Linked DNA regions of Macaca mulatta: region 1 is linked to region 2. The links are chromatin contacts, called in public Hi-C maps. All regions are on one chromosome and are shown on one strand. The core of a region is the stretch at or near the end of the contact, and the rest is flanking DNA. Distances in the headings are between cores, read along the strand shown. Region 1 overlaps ARHGEF26 (Rho guanine nucleotide exchange factor 26). Region 2 has its middle 150 kb from the start of ARHGEF26.

Region 1 (6,377 bases), core at 1,652-4,151, 280 kb before region 2:
TGGCCAGGATCAGCAGTGGCTTTGCCCTGCTGCCAGTTTCCAGAGGTCCAGATGAAATCTTTCACTTCTGTGGCATGCTGCCTGGATGCTAATAGCATCTCTGAGACATGGCCGCCCCTCGCAGGGACTCCAGAGGATACAACAAGACACTCATTGTTGCTATCACTGAAAGCAGCAGCTTCTTGAAACTGCTTCAATTGAGTCAGTCTCACCCCCATCTCAGATGCTGTCAAATCCACAGGACTTTCCCTGGGGCTTCCAAAAGCCTGCCAAGAGACCAGGCACTGCGGCTCACGCTTGTAATCCCAGCACTCTGGGAGGCCGAAGTGGGTGGATCACCTGAGGTTGGGAGTTCAAGACCAGCCTGACCAACATGGAGAAACCCCATCTCTGCTAAAAATACAAAATTAGCTGGGCGTGGTGGTGCATGCCTGTAATCCCAGCTACTCAGGAGGCTGAGGCAAGAGAATTGCTTGAACCTGGGAGGCGGAAGTTGCGGTGAGCCGAGAGTGCGCCATTATACTCCAGCCTGGGTGACAAGAGCGAAACTCTGTCTCAGGGGAAAAAAAAAAAAAAAAAAAAAAGCTCCCCAGCTATGAAGCAGAGAGCACTACATCTCTAAAGCAGGAACTAAGCTGTTGTAAGATGGATTTTAGGGACAGGAAAAACCAGGGCATAGACTTACCTACTATTTTTTTTTTTTTTTTTTTTTTTTTTTTGAGACGGAGTCTCGCTCTGCTGCCCAGGCTGGAGTGCAGTGGCCGGATCTCAGCTCACTGCAAGCTCCGCCTCCCGGGTTCACGCCATTCTCCGGCCTCAGCCTCCCGAGTAGCTGGGACTACAGGCGCCCGCCACCTCGCCCGGCTAGTTTTTTGTATTTCTTAGTAGAGACGGGGTTTCACCGTGTTAGCCAGGATGGTCTCGATCTCCTGACCTCGTGATCCGCCCATCTCGGCCTCCCAAAGTGCTGGGATTACAGGCTTGAGCCACCGCGCCCGGCCGACTTACCTACTATTAAATTTAGCTCTGAAGTCTAGGGCTCACTCACAGACATCTATTTTCTCCAGGGACATATTGATACAAAACAATCGAGATGAATTCACAATCTACCACACAGCCAGTTCACAGACTTTTCCCTTTGCCCAAAGGGACAGAGTAAGCAATGCTGCACTGAAGCCCATCTGCAGCATATCAACTTTCAAGACTCACCCGACCGCTCCTTCCTCCACCCACATTCACTTTGCACAGGCCCTGAGCTGGGCAGGGGTGCAGAGTGAATACGCTGGACTCCCTGGCTTTTCACCGCCCGCAATATGAAGGAACACACAGAGCAGAAAACACTCAACAAAACCCAACACAGCGTGCAGTGTGCTGAAATGGAACACTCTGCCAAAACGTTTGCCCTAGGCAGAGAGAGAAGACTAAATGGAGAAGAGACTCTTTGAACTTAAATATCTATAAATGCAGTCCTTTCATAACCTCAATCTCCATGCATGGCATGAAATGATGTTTCTACAGTTTTCTATCAGCTGTGGTAGCACCTTGTTCTCTCTCTCATATAATTAATTATGCACAGCAGGTTTAAAGTTAATTGCATGAAGGTCAAAGATACAGCAAAGTCTCACTTCTTATGGAATACCAGGCATCAGCTACAAAAGACAGATACATACTGAGAAAGTAGGAAGCAGGCTTTGAAATCACAGAGGCAGGGCTGCAGGTGAGGCTGCACAGAACAGAACACAGGCTGAGGACTCCATCACTTAACAGGGTTTTCCTGATTTCTCAATAGAAAAAAAGAACCCTCAGTTGCTCTTTAACCTTCCTTTTATCCCTCCCAAAATGGCATTTGACCAGTTACCTTTTGTGTTTCTTCTCACAGCCTACACATTTACCTTTGGTTCCTTTTGAATTTTCTATATACGTGGCCTTTGAAAAAAGTCCTTCGAACCTTTGTAAAGAATAGCATTGTGAAGATAGCTGTTTTTGTTCATTCCCTTGCACATTCAATTCAACCAGATTAGTTCAGAAAACTGATCCATGAAAGCCCACAGCGTGAAAAAAAGTCATTAAAAATGCCTTAAACAACTAGATTATCAGCTCAATTTGCCAAATTTAAAAAAATCCAACTGAAGCAAAATAATATCCCTAGCCCACTAATTAAGAGTTCTAAAATTCTGATTTTTGTCACATGCTATATAGTTAAATCAATTATTTCTTGTTTATCATATTACGTTAGTTCAGACCTAAAAAATCTGGTCCAGAATCCTTCAGTTAACCTGAAGCGGGTCAATAATGTTTCCTCGTTGATAAAAGACCTCCTGTCCTGTTGGGGTTGGTGATGAGGATTACATAAGATCAGATCCTTTGACAGGCACTAGACAAATGTAAGATTACGATTGGACTTAGAATTTAGATTTGACAAGGAAAAAATGCTGTACCCTGCAACAAACACAATGTTTCCATGTGTACTGTCTTTATGTTGTGATTTTTCTAAAAGGATGAAGTATATAACATGTCAGAGATACTATTTACAATTTTATTCCATTCCATGTACTTCCTGTTGTTAATTAAATCATTAACAGAAGCAGGAAAAGCTCAAAGGCTGCCTGCAAACAATGCCCCTTTATCAGGAGGCCCAGGAATTGGTGTCTGGATGGTTGACAGCACCGACCACATTCATTATGCTTCTAGCTCTGTGAGGGAGAAATTTTGAGAAGGATATTTGATTATGGGCTAAGGTCATCATATCCTATAACTGTCATATAATGAGTGAAGAAAGTTTATGTTCATCACTGAACATGTCCTAGATGTTTCATGACGGTATACACTACACCCAAATGACATCTAAATTTTACTGCAAATGCAGGAAGCCAAGGATTCCACTTGCCACAGCCTGTTGTGTGTGCCAGCTGCAGCTGTCTGTGCTTCATTTTAATGAAGGCAGACAAAGGGGGCTCTCTGGCTCCCACATTCCTCTTGAAAGACCCAGAGGGAAAAAGGAATGACAGTGGTAAAACATTCTTCTTTTGTCCTTTTATAAAGGGTAGGCTTTTGTATTTTTCACAGACTATTGTCTCATTAACAATACCATGACTTAGGGCCTGTCATGGACAAACAGATATAACACAGTATACATGACTTAGATGTACACCCCAAAAAACACTGACTGAATCCTTAATAGCAAACATTGAAAAACAAGTAAAATTTGGGAAAAACTTGCTCCAGCAGTAACAACAAGGGCAGTAAATAGAGACAGATAGGAAGCAGTTTTTCTCCACACCCGGTTACTCTTCTACCTTGTCTTGGATAGAGAAAAGCTAGTTATAATATTTACGAATCCCAAAAATATTTACTGGGAACCCACTCGCTATGTACAAAGCAAGGAAAGGAGAAGATTAGAGCTGAGCTGAGGGATTGGTGATAAAACAGTACTGTATTGATGGGAGAGGAGAATGGCTAGGAGGTCATCGGGGTAGTTCAAAAGTGATCTGGTTGACCTAGGAAGGAGGCAGTGGAATGGAAAGATGTGGAAAGATGAAATAGACTTTTACACAGGAAGAACTGGCAGATGATGGATCTGTTCTGACACAGAAGCATCAAAAACAGCACCAAGTCTCCAGACTGGATAACACAAAACAGTGTCAATGGTACCATTTACAGAATGTGTGTGTCGGGGAAAGCCACGGGCAGTGTTGATGTTTGGTTCTGGACAGGCTGCATTTTTGAAGAGACAGAGAAGAGGAATGGCCATAGGTGTGAGAGGCAAACTAAGAGCATAGATAAGAGGCTGAGAAAAACATAATCTCAAAAAAAAGGTTTGCGTGAAAGAGCTGGATGGTCAATAAAACTAAATACGAGAGGTAAAGAAAGAGGAAGATTGAACTGCTGAGTGTGAAACCAGGAAGCCTGTTAATCTGATGGAGAGGCCTCAACAGGGTGCCAGAGGAAGAAGCCACGCCAAGGTTGATTAAGAAACAACTCAACATATGGTGCTAGCAGCTCACGCCAAAAATCTTAGTATCATCGATTCCTCTCTTCAAGTTACTGCCACCTCAACTCATCCAATCCATCGGTTGGTCCTGTTGTTTTTGTCTCCAAAATACAACTTTTCTATCTCCTCTTATATATCATGGTCCAAGCCAACACTGGGACTCCCTCGACTACTCCAACAGGATTAGGGTTAGGGTTCTCATTGTTCGCCCCACTGAAACTTCTGTCCCTCACCCCAGGGCCCCTGCTGTTCCTGAAACTTCCTGCTATGACTTACGTGGCTCTAAATCAGTACTTCTCAAAATACCTCTGGTAGAGAACCAGTCTCCTCTCCTTGAATCCATTGCGGACCAAGCGTTTTTAGAAATACAATAAAAATCAATTGTTAAAATCATCACAAGTTTTGATGCCTCAGAAATGTCAAACTGCTTCCTACATACCAGGCTGGTAACTACCTGAGGACTGACGGCCCACAGACAGCACTGGAGTAGCTCTGCTCTTACACAAACTGGCCTTTGCTGCCCACTGACCACCACCCTCTCCCTGGTTTATTCTGCTCCAGCCACATTCTCCAGGTTCAGGCCAAGTTTGAGAACACTAAACTCATTTCCTTAGAGGTTTTGCACTTGCTGTTCTCTTTGGGTGAAACATTCTGACTCTGCATTTTCCTAAGGGTTGACTCCCCCTTTTCACTCAAGGCTCAAATATCACCTCTTAAGAGAAGTTTTTCTGCACCACCTAAGTTAGAGTACATATCCCTACCACCCCCCAATTAGCACTCACTCCAGATCATATCACCAGCTTTAGGTACTTACCACTACCTGAAATGATCCTATATTTTTAACTGGATCAAGAAGAAATGCTTTCCCAACATCCCAGTTCATTGCAGGCCATTTGCCCACGCAGACTGGCAAAAGCTTCCATCCATCCAGTCATCTTCCTAAAAGCAGGAAGCCCAAGGGGATCGGTTCTTCACTTGGATATAAGCCTAAGAGCAGAGATCTGATCTCTGTATGCTTCACTGCTACATCCCAGCACTGAGAATAGCACTTGACGGGAAGTAGGTGCCTGACAAAAATCCACTGAATTAATTAATCCGGAGAAACGAAGGCCACTCTCTTGAGAAGTTCTGTAAAGGGAAGGAAGGATGTAGGAGTAGGCTGGGGGTTTGGAGTCATACACTGGAGGGTGGGTGAGACAGAAAACATGAGGGGAAAGTGAACTGACAAGAGTGTCACACACAGCGAGCACTGGGCATTCTCAGGATGAGACTGCAGTGTGCGGTACTGAGAGGTTCCTCAGCAGAGGAAAGGCTTGACATGGGCCCTAATAGGACCTACCTGGCCACCTGAGGAGGCCTGAAGAGGGCACTCCAGGAAGTATGAAAAACACAGGCAAAGGAACAAAAAAGGAAGTTTAACATGGAAAATAATTTTGGGGATGCAATATCTATTTTGCATTTTATTATAAAATATTCCAACCCATATGATACCCTAAATTTAACATCTAGGTTTCCACAACCTTTTTCCTTTTTAAAGCCTATGTATTTTGGCCAGGCACAGTGGCTCATGCCTGTAATCCCAGCACGTTTGGAAGCTGAGGCGGGCTGATCAATTGAGGTCAGGAGTTTGAGACCAGCCTAGCCAACACGGTGAACCCCGTCTCTACTAACAATAAAAAAATTAGCCAAGCGTGGTGATAAGCACCTATAATCTCAGCTCTTTGGGATGCTGAGGCAGGAGAATCACTTGAACTCGTGAGGGGGAGGTTGCAGTGAGCTGAGATCATGCCACTGCACTCCAGCCCCGGTGACAGAGTGAACCTCTATCTTAATAAAATAAAAAATAACAAAGTCTTTGGGCTTAAAATATTATGTATTTTAGTAGTTTCTCACAGTTAATGGCAACTGACTTCCTGGAGTTTTCCTTCCAAATCCAGAACAAGCCAAACTGAGCAGCGAAGTGGGGGTGGAACAGCCTACTGGTTGGCAGCTTCTCCATAAAAAGATTAAAATTTGTTACTAGAGAGTGTGCTAGACTGTCAGGAAGGCCAGATTCTAGTTCCAGCTTTGGCAATAACTCACTTCCTGTATGGCCTTTGTGAGTCTCACTTCACATGGGGGAAGAAAATGAGGGAGCTGGACCATGTATATAATTATAAATATGTGTATATATTTATAATTTGTTATTGATAATATTTTATTTTATATACTATTATAATTATACATAATTAGGGTCATTATATATTTCATTGTGTAAACAAGGACCTTTTGAGAGTCAAAAAGAGAATCATTCATAATTTCACCAGGACAACAGACCTAAACTTGAATCACTGATTCTGGGAAAACCAAGATGTCTGATCACCTTACGTATATGCTTTCTTCAGCT
Region 2 (6,710 bases), core at 4,160-6,659:
GAAAGTTCCTTTGGAGTTGATTTCCAGGTTTATTCCACTGTGATCTGAGAGAGTGCTTGGTATAATTTCAGTTTTCTTATGTTTATTGAGGCTCGTTTTATGGCCTATCATATGGTCTATTTTGGAGAAAGTTCCATGTGCTGCTGAATAAAATGTGTATGCTGCAGTTGTTGGATGAAATGTTCTATATACATCTGTTAAGTCCATTTGTTCCAAGGTATAGTTTAAATTCATTATTTCTTTGTAGACTTTCTGTCTTGATTATCTGTCAGTGTGGTATTGAAGTCCCCCACTATTGTTGTGTTGCTGTTTATCTCATTTCTTAGGTCTTTTAGTAATTGTTCTATAAATTTGGGAGCTCCAGTGTTAGGTGCATATTTGTTTAGGACTGTGATATTTTCCTGTTGGACAAAGCTTTTTACCATTATATAATGTCCTTCTTTGTCTCTTTTAACTGCTGTTACTTTAAAATTTATTTTGTCTGATATAAGAATAGCTACTCCTGCCCTCCTTTTCGTGTCCATTTGCATGAAATGCCTTTTCCACCCCTTTAAGATTATGTGAGTCCTTATGTGTTAAGTGAGTCTCCTGAAGGCAGCAGATAGTTGGTTCATGAGTTCTTATCCATTCTGCAGTTCTGTACATTTTAAGTGGAGCATTTAGGCTATTTATATTCAATGTTAGTACTGAGATGTGAGGTACCATTGCATTCATCGTGCTATTTGTTGCCTGTGTACTTTGGTTGTTTTTTTGTTTTTACTTCTTAACTTGTATTTTTGTTTTATAGGTCCTATGTGATTTATGCTTTAAAGAGGTTCTGGTTTGATGTGTTTCCAGGATTTGTTTCAAAAATTAGAACTCCTTTTAGCAGTTCCTGTATTGGTGGCTTGGTAGTGGTGAATTCTTTCAGTGTTTGTCTGAAAAAGACTACCTTTCCTTCATGTATGATGCTTAGTTTTGCTGGATACAAAATTCTTAGCTAAATAATTGTTTTGTTGAGGAGGCTGAAGATAGGGGCCCCCAATCTTTGCTAGTTTGTAGGGTTTCTGCTGAGAAATCTGCTGTTAATTGACAGGTTTTCCTTTATAGGTTACCCGGTGCTTCTGTCTCACAGCTCTTAAGATTCTTTCCTTTGCCTTAACTTCCAATAACCTGTTGACAATGTGTCTAGGCGATGGTCTTTTTGCAACAGATTTCCCAGGTGTCCTTTGTGCCTCTTGTATTTGGATGTCTAGGTCTCTAGCAAGGCTGAGGAAGTTTTCCTCGATTATTCCCCCAAATATGTTTACCAAGCTTTTAGAATTCTCTTCTTCCTCAGGAACACCAATTATTCTTGGGTTTGTTTGCTTAACATAATCACAGACTTCTTGGACGCTTTGTTCATATTTTCTTATTCTTTTTTCTTTGTCTTTGTTGGATTGGGTTAATTTGAAGCTCTGAATTTCTTTCTTCTAATTGTTTGGTTCTATTGCTGAGACTTTCCAGAGCATTTTGCCTTGCTATAAGTGTGTCCAATGTTTCCTGAATTTTTGATTATTTTTTCTTTAAACTATTTCCTTGAATATTTCTCCCTTTACTTCTTGTATTGTTATTTTAGATTTCCTTGCATTGGACTTTGCCATTCTCTGGTGCCTCCCTTATTAGCTTAATAACTAACCTCCTGAATTCTTTTTTAGGTAAATCAGGGTTTTCTTCTTGGTTTGGATCCATTGCTGGTGAACTAGTGTGATTTTTTATGGATGTTAAAGAGCCTTGTTTTGTTATATTACCAGAGTTGGTTTCCTGGTTCCTTCTCATATGGGTGGGCTCTGTCAGAGGGAAGGTCTAGGGATGAAGTCTGTTGTTCAGATTATTTTGTCCCATGAGATGTTCCCTTGATGTAGTACTCTCCCCTTTTTCCTATCAATGTGGCTTCCTGTGAGCCAAACTGCAGCAATTGTTGTCTCTCTTCTGGGTCTAGCTGCCCAGCAAGTCTGCCCAGCTCTGGGCTGGTACTGGGGGTTGTCTGCACAGAGTCCTGTGATGTGAACTGTCTATGGGTCTCTTAGCTGTGGATGCCAGCACCTGTTCTGGTGGAAGTGGCAGGGAGGTGCAGTGGACTCCTAGGGTTCTTAGCTTTAGTGTTTTAATGCTCTATTTTTGTTCTGGTTGGCTTCCTGCCGGGACATGGTGCCATGGTGCTTTCCAGAGAGCATCAGCTTTGGTATATGAAGAGGAACCAGCAGTGGCAGGGGCCCTAGAACTCCCAAAATCATATGTCCTTTGTCCCCAGCTACCAGGGTGGGTAGGGAAGGACTATCAGGTGGAGGCAGGACTGGGATGTCTGAGCTCAGACTCTCATTGGGCAGGTCTTGCTGCAGCTGCTATGGGGGATGGGTGAGGTTCCGGGTCAATGAAGTTGTGTACCTAGGAGGATTATGGCTGTCTCTGCTGAGTCATGCAGGTTGTCAGGGAAGTGGGGGAAAGCCAGCAGTCACAGGCCTCACCCAGCTCCCATGCAAACCAAAGGGCTGGGTTGGTCTCACACCCACCATGCCCCCTTTAACAGCTTTAAGTCTGTTTCCAGGTGTTGGGCAAGCTGGGCTTGAGAACTTACCCCAGGTTACCCACCTTCCAGCTGCAAAAGAAAAGGGCTTAGTTCTTCCCCTGCCTGTGGAGTCTGCACACTGGATTTGTGCCGTCCTCTGAGTTCTGGCCAGGAGGTTTCTCACCCAGTTCAAATTGTTACCAAGTTAGCTGGAGATTTCCTTCTCCCTGTGGTGTTCACCCCTACCCTCTGGCTCCTCTGGCCACCCTCCCTTTGGATCCCTGTGGTGCCAGGCAGGAATGGCCTGCCTGGGGACCCATTGAGCTCCCAGGGCCTTTCTGCTGCTTTCTCTGGATTTTGCTTGGTTCTCTAAATTGACTCAGCTCCAGGCAAGGTCAGAAACTTCTCCTGCAAAAAGACCTTCAGATTCTCCAGTGGGGTGTGTGTTCAGGAGAGGAGGCTCTCCCTTTCCCACTTCTGCAGTTGGGGCACTCACAGTATTTGGGGTGTCTCCTGGGTCCTGCAGGAGCAGTCTGCTTCCTTCAGAGGGTCTGTGGGTCCTCTTGGGATTGCTGGTTTTTTGCTTGCAGTTTATCTGTAGCTAAAATTCATGATGTGAGCCTCTGCATGCTGCTGTGTCTGTCTGAGTTGGAGCTACAATCTATTCCTGCCTCCCATCTGCCATGATGATGACTTGTCAGGAGATTTAATACAAAACTTACTACAGTACGATTTTGGTGTCTTTATACAACTAACATTTTTTTTTCTCATTTACCTCCGATCTGATGCTAGTGTGATGCTTTACATTTATTGACTCTTTGAATTTCATCTTCTATTTATATATTTTGTCTCATTTTTCTCTTGATATTTATTTCTTTTTAACTGATTTACATACTGCACATATTAATCTTGTTTCTCCATGTAGACGCCAAATATTTTCCCCATTTTTCATTTGTTTCTTAACTTTGTTTATGTTGTCACTTTTTTAAACATAAAAGTTTTAATTTTTCATGTGATTCATACTGTGAGTCTTTTACTTTATGGCCATCTAAACATTTCTAAGTGTTCCTTATACATAAAATACTATTTTTCTTGTTTTATTGGGCCTGGCCCTCTAGAACAATGTCAAAGGGTGGCAGTAATAAAAGTCATCATGCCTTGTTCCTGGTTTTAATAGGAATATTTCTAAAATTTTACCATAAAATAGTATATTTGCTATAGGAATTACTTGCTTTAAGTATTAGATGAGGTCCTCAGCACATAAGCTATACATAATAGCTGTAATTTATTATTTGGCGAACTGCTTAAATTTCTGTTCCAAGTCTTTCTACTAGTAAACAAGGGATTGGGGCTGGATAATCTCTAAGGTTCTTTCCAGCATAGTGAGTCTTGCAATTCCAGGGTAATTTTTCTTTTCTTTTTTTTTCTTTTTTCTTTTGTTGAAATGGAGTTCGCTCTTGTCGCCCAGGCTGGAGTTCAGTGGCGTGATCTCTGCTCACTGCAAACTCTTCCTCCCAGGTTCAAGCGATTCTCCCACCTCAGCCTCCCGAGTAGGTAGGATTACAGGTGCCTGCCACCAGGCCCAGCTAATCTTGCATTTTTAGTAGAGACAGGGTTTCATCATGTTAGCCAGGCTGGTCTTGAACTCCTGACCCCAGGTGATCTGCCTGCCTCGGACTCCCAAAGTGCTGGGATTATAGGCATGAGCCACCATGCCTGGTCTCCAGGATAAATTTTCAAAAAGTCTCATGTCATTTTGTCAGCCTAATTAATCACTAATTTTATAAAATAAAACACATAATCTCAAAGCCACATAAACACATAAGCACAAGACAGCCTCTCAGCCACCTTAGTAACTCATATTTAGATATATAAAATGGTCTTGGTAAAGGATTTTAACTCTGCTATATTTCTAGTCACTTTGTAAAGTTTCTTGGCAACTTTTATTAAAAGAGAAAAAAGAAATTGAGAAGAAATGAAAGCGAAGCAATGATTGGAAAGTCACTGGTGAATATGGCACTCTCCCAGCTTCAAAAGCCAGCTGCAATCTAGTCAGTGTTGGAGTAGAAGTGCTGGGGCTCAGAAAACAACACCCCAACAAAAGGCCTAAGGAACAGTCTTAGAAGCAAAGTCTCTGACCTTGTCCTGTCTTCTCATCTCTTCCCCTTCATTCTCCCCGGAGGCAAGGCATAGAAATGAGAATCTCCCTTCCCCTAGGCAGGTCAGAGAAACCAGAGCCATTTTTTCCCCAAAGCCAACCATAAAACCTAAAAATATTACTCTCAGCTCCCAGCAAACTGCCTTTCTGTGTAACAGCTGGTTTTGAAGAAATTAAGACCCCATTTCAAAGGGGTCCTACCCCATATCCAAGAGGAAAAAATGCTGCACAGAGAGTCCAGATAAAATTTTGGACAGGACTTGCTAAGTTTCTACACTCAAGTCTCTTGGCATTAGATTATAACTGTTTTGTCCTATCGTATTTTTACATGGCTGCCATTACTCCATTCAACCTAAGCATAAATCCTGTGTCACATCAAACTATGATCACATAAGTTTGTCATGCTTTTCTCTTCTGAACTTGTCTTTGTTAGAGTAATGCCAGCCGTGACCTTTATGAAGGGGAGGAATGGGATCGCTTCCTTTCCATTCTTACAAAAGCAATTTTTAAAATTATTATTATTCTTACCCCCCAGTGGGGTGGAGACTCAATGTCTGGGAGGAATTGAGAGGAAGAATACCAAAATTGGGAATAAACAATTAATTTCCTATCTCCCATAAAGATACAAGAAGCAAAGGAAGAAGGCAAATGCTCATCGGGTGTAAGCAATTGAAATTGCTGAAGAATGAGAACTGAGAAGCAGCCAGAAAGTATGCGGAGCGGAGGAGCAGAGACTGAGAAATTGGCAGGCAGTCACCATAGATGAAGCCAGAAGGAACACACAAAGGGCCTGAAATGAGTCAGACTTTATAAAAGGAGTTATAGGGGAGGGAGCAATAAAGCATGAATGTGGGTGCCTGCCTGGGACAGAGGAGGGTGAGAAGGGTAAGGAAAGGATAAAAAATACAAGGTTAAATCCAGTTCAATAAGCTACCTAGAAACAAAGGTCTAGTTATCAGATTGTCAGCGAGCAGATTGTAGATAAAAAATGTCCAACGAATTGGAATACATGGTGCTATCCAAACTCCAAGAGGCAGGGGAAACATAGTTAAGATACAGTGAAGTTAAGAGCAAAACCACCTCCAGTGAACCCGATATGGCAAAAGCTATTATGGGAGGCAGGACTTTGGTGAGGAGCAATTCTCACATTATTTTATTTTCAGAAATGGGGTAAGAGAACAAATGCAAGCCCACATTTCTCATGGTTAAATATTTAAAAGTTATAAATTAAGCTACCAGACTGTTAAATAAAATGTTCTATTTACCTGTCTTGACAAAACACCTTCTTAAAGACATAAAAAATCAGATTCACATTTAGAATTCTTCTTATTTTTTTATTTTTATTTTTTTTGACACACGGTCTTCCTCTGTCACCAAGGCTGGAGTGCAGTGGCACAATCATAGCTTACTGTAGCTTTCACCTCCCTGGCTCAAGTGATTCTCCCACATCAGCCTCCTGAGTAGCTGGGACTACAGGTGTGTGCCACTATGCCCAGCTAATTTTTATTTTTGGAGAGATGGGGTCCCCCCATGTTGCCAGGGCTGTTCTCAAACTCCTTGCCTTAGGAGATCCTCCCACATTGGCCTCCTAAAGTGCTAGTATTACAGGGATGAGCCACCTTGTCCAGCCTCTTAAACTTTTTGAAGTTAGCCAGATTGTGGCAGTATTCAGAGAGTTGAGTATTCATGGTCCTGGGGCCTTGACCTCTGTTCTTCTCACCTTGCCCCCAGCCCTTCTCTTCCATCCCTTGCTCTATTCTGCACCATGAGGGTCTGACTTACAAAGTGTGGGTACCCTACCTAGTGTGTATTCCCAAGCTCCATTCCCCATACCTTTTCAAAAACACCATGTACAAATGCCTTTTGCTCACTCCTCAAGCCCAGGTGCTCTGTTGGAAAGAAAGAACAAACCTGGGAAAGGCTTATGTAGCTCTCAGAGGAAGTTTGGGGCTGTTTGAACAGGAATTACAGGTCCTGAGCCTCCAGAGTGTGGCCTTTGGGCAGCTGGGCAGTTCTGGTCTTGTT

The links. Hi-C and Micro-C count contacts between places; a contact is called where the count stands out from the background.
Region 1: a Hi-C map of fetal cortex germinal zone shows a contact between it and region 2, with 2.9 times the contacts expected there. The contact joins two enhancer-like sites. A contact is called at or near these places in 2 of 14 Hi-C or Micro-C datasets (fetal cortex germinal zone and fetal cortical plate).

The regions. Positions count from the first base shown.
Region 1 is chr2:57,421,170-57,427,546 of T2T-MMU8v2.0, reverse strand. The region is part of intron 11 of ARHGEF26 (Rho guanine nucleotide exchange factor 26); the gene reads right to left. Among named protein-coding and RNA genes, the nearest start is that of DHX36, 81 kb to the left of the region's middle. Within about 2 kb of position 2,901, at least 7 of the 40 cell types and tissues checked have an H3K27ac peak or open chromatin away from gene starts, as enhancers often do. A contact at or near this core is called in fetal cortex germinal zone, where this site is marked.
Region 2 is chr2:57,143,715-57,150,424 of T2T-MMU8v2.0, reverse strand. No RefSeq gene overlaps it. Among named protein-coding and RNA genes, the nearest start is that of ARHGEF26, 150 kb to the left of the region's middle. Within about 2 kb of position 5,409, at least 13 of the 40 cell types and tissues checked have an H3K27ac peak or open chromatin away from gene starts, as enhancers often do. A contact at or near this core is called in fetal cortex germinal zone, where this site is marked.